Linked DNA regions of Sus scrofa: region 2 is linked to region 1. A link is a contact called in public HiChIP or PLAC-seq data. All regions are on one chromosome and are shown on one strand. The core of a region is the stretch at or near the end of the contact, and the rest is flanking DNA. Distances in the headings are between cores, read along the strand shown. Region 1 overlaps CGRRF1 (cell growth regulator with RING finger domain protein 1). Region 2 has its middle 120 kb from the start of GCH1.

Region 1 (4,535 bases), core at 1,110-3,609:
TTTTCTTTTTTAATTTGTTAATACAGTGAATTACATTACATTTTAAATGTAATATTAAGCCAACCTTGCTTTCCTGAGATAAACCTTACTAGGTGTCAACATAGTAACCTTTAACCTTTTTTTTTTTTTTTTTTTTTGGCCATGCCTCAGCAAGTGGAAGTTCCTGGTCCTGTGACTGAACCTGAGCCACAGCAGTGCCAATGCCAAATCCTCCACTGCTAGGGAACTCTTTAACCTTTTTATATATTGTTGGATTTGCTAATATTTTGTTAGGAATTTTTGCATTTATGTTCCTGAGTGATATTCATTTGTAGTTTTCTTGTATTACTTCTTCCCCTTCTCTGCAGACCTTATATATGTTGGGCTACTTGATGAAACTGTCCATCAGCTCACTGATGTTTTGGGATTTTGTTCAGCCTTTTTTTTTTTGTATTTCATATTGAATACTTTCTGTTGCTATGTCTTCACATTTACTCACCTTTTGTTCTGTAATGTCTAACCTGCTGCAATTCTCATCCAGTGCATTTTTCATCTAAAATATTGTATTTTTCATTTTCAGAAGTGGATTTGAGTCTTTTTGTATCTGCTGCATCTCTGTATATTATCCTAATCTTATTTTCTTGACATATGGAGTATAGTTGTGATAATTATTTTTATATCCTTGCCTACTGATTCTAGTATCTGTATCATTTCTGTGGTCTATTACTACCGATTAGTTTCTCTGCTCATTATGGGTCATATTTTTCTGCTTTGGAATGCTTGTTAATTTTTTATTGGCTACTAAACCTTATGAATTTTACCTTATTGGGCGCTGGATGTTTTTGTATTTATATAAATATTCCTGAACTTTGGGGATTCATTTAACTTAGTTGGAAATGCTTGGATCTGTTAGCGGCTTTTTTTCTGCTTTTTAAAGCAGGGTCAGAACTGCCTTATCCAAATGTTTTATAAAATTAAAATCATCTAGAGTGAAATTTTATTGCCTTTCTCTTGGCATTAGATTTATTCATTTCATTTGAAATTTTAGTTTGCAACCTAAATTTTAGGGGAAGTCCTTTCCTCCTTGTGTCTTCATCTTTGCCTTTAGCCAGATTCCTACACCTTCATCAAGGACTAGGTCTTATAATAACAGTTCTGTCTCATATTCATATTGGCCTAACCCAACTCCTGGATTCAAGTTGTGAATGTGGCTCTGGCCCTTGTCTTGTGTGGATAACCTGTAAGCCTTCCTACTGTGTGAAGGCTTCGTTGCCTCTGCCTGCTGCCAGACTTAGAACCCATCAAACCACAGCATCGCCTTACTCACTGCTTTATATTTCTTTTCCTTTTCAGACCTATAAAGATTTGTCTTTGAACTCAACTATGTCTCTCTCTTTTTTTAAAAACACAATTTGTTATTAAAATTTTCAGACATGCAGAACTTAAAACTTAAGAATTACACCATGAACACACAAATGCCCATCATTTAGGTTCTGCAATCAGTATTTCGCTATGTATTTATTACGTATCTGTCCATCCATCCATCCCTCTCTCTAGTGATTGGTCCATCTTAATTCCTTGATCGCTTTATATTAAGTTGCACTTTTCATCCATAAGTACTGAAGATTATTAGAGTTGAATATTTGTGTTTGTAGCTCTCTTTTTCCATTTGAAGTAATATTTGTGTAGAGTGAAATGTATATATCTTAAGTATCATCAAACACCTCATCTATACAACTCTGAGCTCAATCAAGATGTAAAATATTACTGTCACCAGAGGAAGTTTCATTGTGTCCTTTCCCAGTCAGCTTATACTCCTACACCTCAAAAGCAACCACTGTTCTGTTTTTTATTTCTACCATAAATTAGTTTTGCCTGCTCTAGAATTTCATATTATGGAATCAGAGAGCATGTATTCTTTTATGTAAGGCCTCTTTTGCACAGTGTGTTGTTTTGAGATTTATCAACGTGGTTGTAGAAATAATTCCTTTTCATCAATGAGTAGTACTATTGCTTTGTTTAAACACACCACTGTTTGTCTACTTGTTTCAGTGAGGTCCTTTTTATTTATTTATTTTTTTTATCTATCACTGCTGAGTGTTTAGAGAGAAAAGAGGGCTTTAAAGTATGAGCTTAACTTTGCTGTCTTAACATAATTAAATTCCCCTAGTTTAACTAATGTGTTTGCATTTTAAGTTGTTTTATTTATTTATTTATTTATTTATTTATTTAAGCATAAGATCCCCCCTTTATGTATTCCAACTGGAAAACCAGTTTTCCAGCACCTATATTGATAAGTTACCCTCTGTTGTGTGTGAGACCCCAACACAGTGCAGTCCACTTTGGCTTTTGATTGTTCACTGACCCATTACTTCCTAATGCCAACATTAGCAGTTTCCAAGGAGGAAGTGGCTTTAAAATGTCTCTGACTGTAAACTGTCCATAATCTTGAGACAGGCTCCAGATCCCACTAATGGATCTTACAGGCCCATTGCAGGCCATCACTGTGACATAAATACAAGTGGGGCTGTTCTCCAGGTAGATGCCAGACACAGCTCTGCACACCCAGTGTGTGTGACATACCTCAGCTGTGGGGTTTTGGGGGTCTGTGGCTGGGCCCACAGCTCCCAGGCTGCCCTGGACAAGCCTGGGCTCAGCATGTGCACTGGGTTGCCAGTGTCTAGGAGGGAGTACATAGAGGGCTGCCTGCTAGGTGAGGCCCACCTTGAAGCCAGGGAGGCTGGCTTCCCTGGGCAGGAGCCCAGAGGCTGGGCCAGAGATACTTGAGGGCACAGCTGCTCCAGACGCTGCCCAGGGCAGAAGCTGATGGGCAGAGAGCCAGGGGTGTAAAGAGAGCTGCAGAGAAGGGTGCACTCAGCTGGGAGCCCTGCAGTTGCTGTCTGTGTGTTTCATCTGTTGATTCTGAAACCAGGTTTTTATCTGTATTTTGGAGAGCTTCATCTCCTGGGCTTGTCGCTGATGCCCCATGGGCCCAGGTAGCAGTGGTACTGGAAGGAGCACTCGAGGGCACTGACCTGCTCTGCAGTGAATGAGGTGTGCACGCGGGTTGCCTGCGCAGTCAGCCTCTTGGCTCAGTAGAGGTGTGTGTCCCTTCTGAGTCTCCGTTTCCAAAGACTTCACCTCCACACCCATGGTCTTGGGGGGTGCTGCTCTGCTGCACGCGGGGCTGGGGGAGACAGGCTCCACTAGGGGACTTTGGCGGGCCTGGAGGTGTGCACCGGCCCTGCATGGCAGCTCTGGGACAGCTGGTCCCACCGAGATTGGCTTGCAGTCACTGGGTAGGGCGGAGGGAGAGACGTGGTCGAATGGTGGGGGGGCACTCAGGATCTGCCTCTGGACAGATGGGGGTCCAGGCCAGGGTCCACTGTAGGACAGAGGGGGCAGGAACAGGGTGTGCTGGCTGGTAGGGCGGGGCCCAGCAGAGCTCAGGTTCCGCCTCCTAAGTTGTTTTATTTGATTTTTTTTATTTTTTCTAAGTTGTTTTATTTAAACTGAATAAACTTAGCTGCTTTCTACGTTTATAAGAAATTGAGATTAGTCCCTTCCATTTTCCCCCTAAGTGTGTTCAGTATGCATTGTCACATTTTTACATGAAATTTAAAAGTAGAGAATATGTTATATAAATACAGGGTAATATTTGGTGCTTTAAAATTCTCTTGTCTCCTAAATAATATCAAATAGCCTGCATATTAAATATGTATTTCTTTTTCATATCATTAAAAATTCAATAATTCTATTATGTTTTTGCTGTTATATTAGGTACCTTTTATCTATAATCATGAGTCTCCTTTGTAATCAATAATTGTTAACAATAGAACTCTTTGTTTTCAAGAGTATGTTGATTCAGCCAGCTGAACAATGTGTTGCAATTCTGTGATATCTCTAATCTCCCTTAATTCTGGATTAATTCTGCAATATAATGTAAATTTTTGAATAACTGAATCTTTTTCTGATACTAAAAGGAATAACTAATAGGAGTTCCCATTGTGGCTCAGTGGTAATGAACCCAACTAGTATCCATGAGGATGCAGATTCAATCCCTGACCTTACTCATTGGGTTAAGGATCCAGTGATGCCATGAGCTGTGGTGTAGCTTGCAGATGTGGCTCGGATCCCACATTGCTGTGGCTGTGGTGTAGGCTGGCAGCTGTAGCTCTGATTTGACGCCTAGCCTAGGAACTTCCATATGCCTCGGGTGCAGCCCTAAAAAGACAAAAAAAAAAAAAAAAAAAAAAAAAGGAATAACTAATAAAGCATAATATGCTTTACATGTAACATAAAGTTTGAATATTTGTTAAAAGTATGTGTTCTTTTATTTTTACCTTTCTTCAGGTTTGGTTGGGATGTTCCAGTAATTCTGAGAAATTCAGAAGAGACCCAATTCAACACAAGAGTTTTCAAAAAGCAAATGAGACAAGTCAAGAATCCTTTTGGCTTAGAGATCACCAATCCATCTTCAGCTTCAATTACAAGTTGGTGGCTTTTTTTCCAAAGATTTTTCTCTTTCTATGCCCCTTTCTTAGCCCTTTAATTCT
Region 2 (4,535 bases), core at 1,208-3,707, 250 kb after region 1:
ACAATCAGAGCCCTAGCCGCTGGCCTACGCCACAGCCACAGCAACTCTGGATCCCAGCTGCATCTACAGCCTACACCACAGCTCATGGCAATGCCAGATCCTTAACCACTGAGCGAGGCCAGGGATTGAATCCAAGTCCTCATGCATGCTAGTCAGGTTCACTAACCGCTGAGCCACAACAGGAACTCCTACTTTTTTTTTTTTTTTTTAACTAAAAGGTAGGGAGAGGGTTGTAAAATTTTATGCAGCTTGATCTGGGCCCAGAGTAACCAATAAATGCATCACCTGACATATCTCTAACTAAAAACTCTAACCTTGTGGGTGGTATTGTTTATAGCTTGCCCTCCATCCTCAGTGCCTTTGAAATCATATTTTACTCCTTAACCACAGCATAAATAGCAGCTTCCCTGGAGCCTTGGGGTTTTAAACTACACATGGCTTGAATCTCATTTTAATACCTTGAATTCCAGTATGATATATAATGAATATTAATACAAATTCTAAATAATGTGTCAATTAAGCATATGGTTGGAAAAACAAACCTGGGTTTGAATTCTGGCTCCAGCGTTCTCTGGCTGTGTGGTCTTGAGCAAGTTACTTACCCTCCCTGAGACTTGGGTAGGGTTTGTGTTTTGGCTGATGATGTTCAAGGTTTATGTAACTAAACCTCCAGTCCAAAAAAATAAGTAAATAATTAGAAACACAAGAAAATATAGGATATAGGGCTTATTGCCACCCAAACCTAGCAACTCAAGATTTCTCTGAGGCAACCACAGTTTAACATTGTGACAGTGACCACATGGTTACTCCCTTTGCACCAGGCTCAAGCTGCTCAAGAGACTGGAAAAAAATCCAAAATGATCCCTGGGAGCATGAAGAAATACCTTGTAAACTGAGACATTAAATAGACTTCCTCCTAAAGTGAAATTCCCATAACCCAAATGAGCTATATCTCAGTGTGTGACTCTGAGTGTTCTGAAGAGATCGTGTATAAGAAAAGTCGAGCCTCACTTTTGCAATGTGTAGAATGAGGGAAGATAGGAGAGTTGTGAGATTAGAGGGACCATAGAGGGTTAGTTAGCAGTTTTTCTCAGCAAAGCTGTAGCTTTCTGTCAGTCGTCTCTGTAACGGAATATTCAGCCCTGGAGGAAAGCTTACTCACATAGTAAAGCTTTTAGGACTCCCCTAACAGCCCCTCCCAACAAGAGATCAAATTGCCTTTATGCAAAGGGGGTGGGGAGTTCCCATTTTGGCACAGTTGTAAGGAATCTGACTAGTATCCCATGAGCATTCGGGTTCGATTCCTGGCCTCGCTCAGTGGGTTAAGGATCCGGCATCCCCGTGAACTGCGTGTTGGTCGCAGACGCGGCTCGGATCCCATGTTGCTGTATCTGTGGTGTAGGCTCAAAGCTGTAGCTCACATTCAACCCCTAGCCTGGGAACTTCCATAGGCTGCTGTGGGTGAGGCCCTAAAAAGCAAAAGAAAAAAAGGTGGCCAGGGGGTAAACAGCTCTATAGCACACTTCCTTGGAGGAGGCTGAGGTTTGAGCCAGGAACGCAGACAGAGCACTGATGGGTACAATCAACCCATAGTCTACAGGCCCGTGAGAAGGGCGGGAAGAGGGAATCGCAAACTTCTGTGAACCTACCTTGGTTTGGCCCCTTGAACAGACACTACATCTATATGTGGCCCTGACTCAAGACCAGCCCAAGACCTATTTGTCCCCATAGGCTAAAGGGAGGACCCCGAGGGTAGTGAAAATCTCATCTATAACCAGAACCTGATCTGACTCTGGAAAGGTGAACAGTCTGGGTGGGTCTGGCCATCCACACCTTGTCCAGGTCCCCCTTCCCGGTGGGCCATGCTAGCACGTGGAACACAGCACCCACCTCACAGAAACTGTTCCACAGGCTTTACAGGCACTCCCATCATCTAGTTTCTATCCACACATCGCAAAACTTGAAAACTACCACCCCTTCCCTGGGCACTTCAGCCTCTGGATCCTCCACTGTAGGGGTGGCCTAGCTCATTCAGTGCTTCTCAAACCACCTACGAATTTTAGTTGTAGGGGTAGCTGTTTACTTCCAACCCACACAGTCCAATTGTTTCTGTAAAATAAATACAAGAAAAAAATTACAATACCCCAATCTTGCACTGGATTCAAAAGAAAAAAATATTCTGTCAAATTGCTAAAAACGACTTCTATTCTGGGTCCCTAAGTTCTGGGGTCAGCCTGCAGATCAGCCTGAGAGGTTCCCCTCAGGATGTGACAGTAGAAATCCTGACGCCAACATCTGCCCTCACCCGGGGCCAACAATGCCTGCAATACAGCAGAGCAGTGACCATCAGGTCTTGGGGTGTCTGGAAGTTGGCTCAAGTATGGCCAGTGCTTTGTTCACTGAATATTTCTAAGAGCTGAACACGAAGTACTTGAAAAAGGGAAGGAAGAGGAAGGTCCAGAGGCACCGGGAGGTTAGGGCCTTTGGAAATGGGTCAAAGGGCACTGTTTCCATGGCAACCCTGAGACCGTGGTCCTCAAGTTCCCCACTCTCAGTTCTGGCCCAGATGGCTTGAGACTGGAGGCTGGCTCCTCTTTGTGGGGGTCTATCCATGTGTTTGGGACACAGGTACAAACAGGAAGTAGGAAACGGGGTGCCTGGCAGGTTGGAAACTTTGGCAAATGTCAGTACTACGTCTCAGTTATGACTGCAGGGCTCCACTGGAGCATGTGATCTTTCCGTGTCCTCCTGGGCATCGGCTCACCAGCCTTGCCCCAGGGGCTCTTGTGCATACACAGTGACTTCTCTGTGACATAAACCTGGCCATTCGGTGTCTGAGAATCTCCTCCATGGAATATTTTTCACTCTTCAGTGGCTTCTACTTCAATTTTTAAAACTGACAGAGAAACATTTTGGCAACCTTATAAAACTCAGACTTTATAAAAAGACAGCTTTGTATTTACATTTGACTCATAGCGCATGTTTTTAAATGGTGTGTTCCACAATTTTTTTCTGAGGTTTTATGTTTTTAAGCCCAATCCAGGAGAAGCAAAATTGGAGCTTTGGTGAGTGAAATGGTCCCACTAGAGCTACTGAACTCAAGACAGTGGAGAAATTCCAGTTAAACCTCCCTGTAGGGACCACAGCCAGGACAGGGTGTCCCTGTTTGCACCAACATCCTGGGAGCTTGTTCCAGTTTTCCATGCCATAAAATGCCAACAGACACAGGAGTGAAGTCAGATGAACCTACAAAACCCCATGATCCAATCTGTCCAATGGAACCTCTCCCTCCGCTTTGCTTTCTGTTAAGCTTATCCTATATCTGTTCTCCAGGGAAAAGCTAAACATGGATTTCCAGTACTTGGACCTGACTGAGTCACTTTTGGCATTGACCTATGACCCTGTTCCTCATCCAAGATGGAATATGTCCCAAGACAGCAAATGGTGGATGAGAGAAATAAAATGCATACATGACATCCTTTCCCTCCCTCCACTACCCAGCGCGCATGTCCGACTCGGAGCAGAGAGCGCACACCCTGCCTGCTTGCTCCGGTTCCCGTGCTCTGGGGTCTGGATGACTTCATTACCTAACCTACTCAACTTTGCTCTCCTAAAACACAAAAATGAAGCCCTCATTCACCTGCTGTAGTGTTCACATCCAACCCGTCCTCCAAGAAAGACTTCAGAGTGTGGCCCCGGGTTTGCTGTTTTCCTCATGCAACAGGGTTTCCTGGGTGCCAGGTAGGTGCTGGCCAGCTGCAGGTCTGGAGACAGAGACACCTTATGGGGGACAAGTGCCAAGTTCCTTCTGGACCCAGTAGCTGAACTCCAGTAACAGTGGGTCGTCTGTCCTATGCCAACAAGAGAAAAGTTGAGATGTCCCAACAGGTCCCCTGGGGGTCAGTCTCTTAGCCTGAATGACATGAGCCCAGGGCTCAGGGTGTCCACTGGAGGGCATGGGAGGGGGGTAAGTAAGAGCTGCTGGCACTCCTCCCATCAGTCCGGGCGTCGAAACACCTGCCAACCCGCCCAGCTTCCTCTGAAGGGAGGGAGCCACCCCGAGGAAAAAATAGGAGTTCTTGGAGAGAGCCTGAGGGCATCCCAGGTTTAGGGACAAGAGAGAGTGTGTGAGTCTGAGGAGCTGAAATCAGTAAACGTGAGAGGTCCCATTGTGGTTCATTGGGTTAAGAATCCAACATAGTGTCCATAAGGATGTGGGCTCGATCCCTAGCCTCACTCAGGAATAAAGACCATGGTTGCTGTGAGCTGTGGTGTAGGTCACAGACCTGGCTCAGATCTGGCGTTGCTGCGGCTGTGGTGTAGGACAGCAGCTGCAGCTCCAGTTAGACCCCTAGCCTGGGAAATTCCATATGCCATGGGTGTGGCTCTAAAAAGGAAAAGAGAAAAAGTAAACATACACCTGGAATGGAGACTGGGGAGTGGTGGGGGTTAGGGGCCGGGGATGGGATGGAGTCCACGGCAGGGCCATAAAAGGCGTCGTCAACCTTGGTAAAATGTGTGGACTCTGCCTTAAG

Evidence for each region. HiChIP or PLAC-seq counts read pairs in DNA pulled down with a chosen protein or histone mark.
Region 2: an H3K27ac HiChIP or PLAC-seq map of alveolar macrophages shows a contact between it and region 1. The contact joins two enhancer-like sites. A contact is called at or near these places in 3 of 47 Hi-C or Micro-C datasets (embryonic fibroblasts, liver and omental adipose tissue) and 2 of 2 datasets of contacts at active chromatin or transcription factors (alveolar macrophages and skeletal muscle).

What each region holds. Positions count from the first base shown.
Region 1 is chr1:183,888,647-183,893,181 of Sscrofa11.1, forward strand. CGRRF1 (cell growth regulator with RING finger domain protein 1) reads left to right here. Exons shown (of 11, transcript XR_002346942.1): 6 at 4,333-4,472. Among named protein-coding and RNA genes, the nearest start is that of SAMD4A, 24 kb to the right of the region's middle. Within about 2 kb of position 2,360, at least 6 of the 83 cell types and tissues checked have an H3K27ac peak or open chromatin away from gene starts, as enhancers often do. A contact at or near this core is called in alveolar macrophages, where this site is marked.
Region 2 is chr1:184,140,349-184,144,883 of Sscrofa11.1, forward strand. No RefSeq gene overlaps it. Among named protein-coding and RNA genes, the nearest start is that of GCH1, 120 kb to the right of the region's middle. Within about 2 kb of position 2,458, at least 5 of the 83 cell types and tissues checked have an H3K27ac peak or open chromatin away from gene starts, as enhancers often do. A contact at or near this core is called in alveolar macrophages, where this site is marked.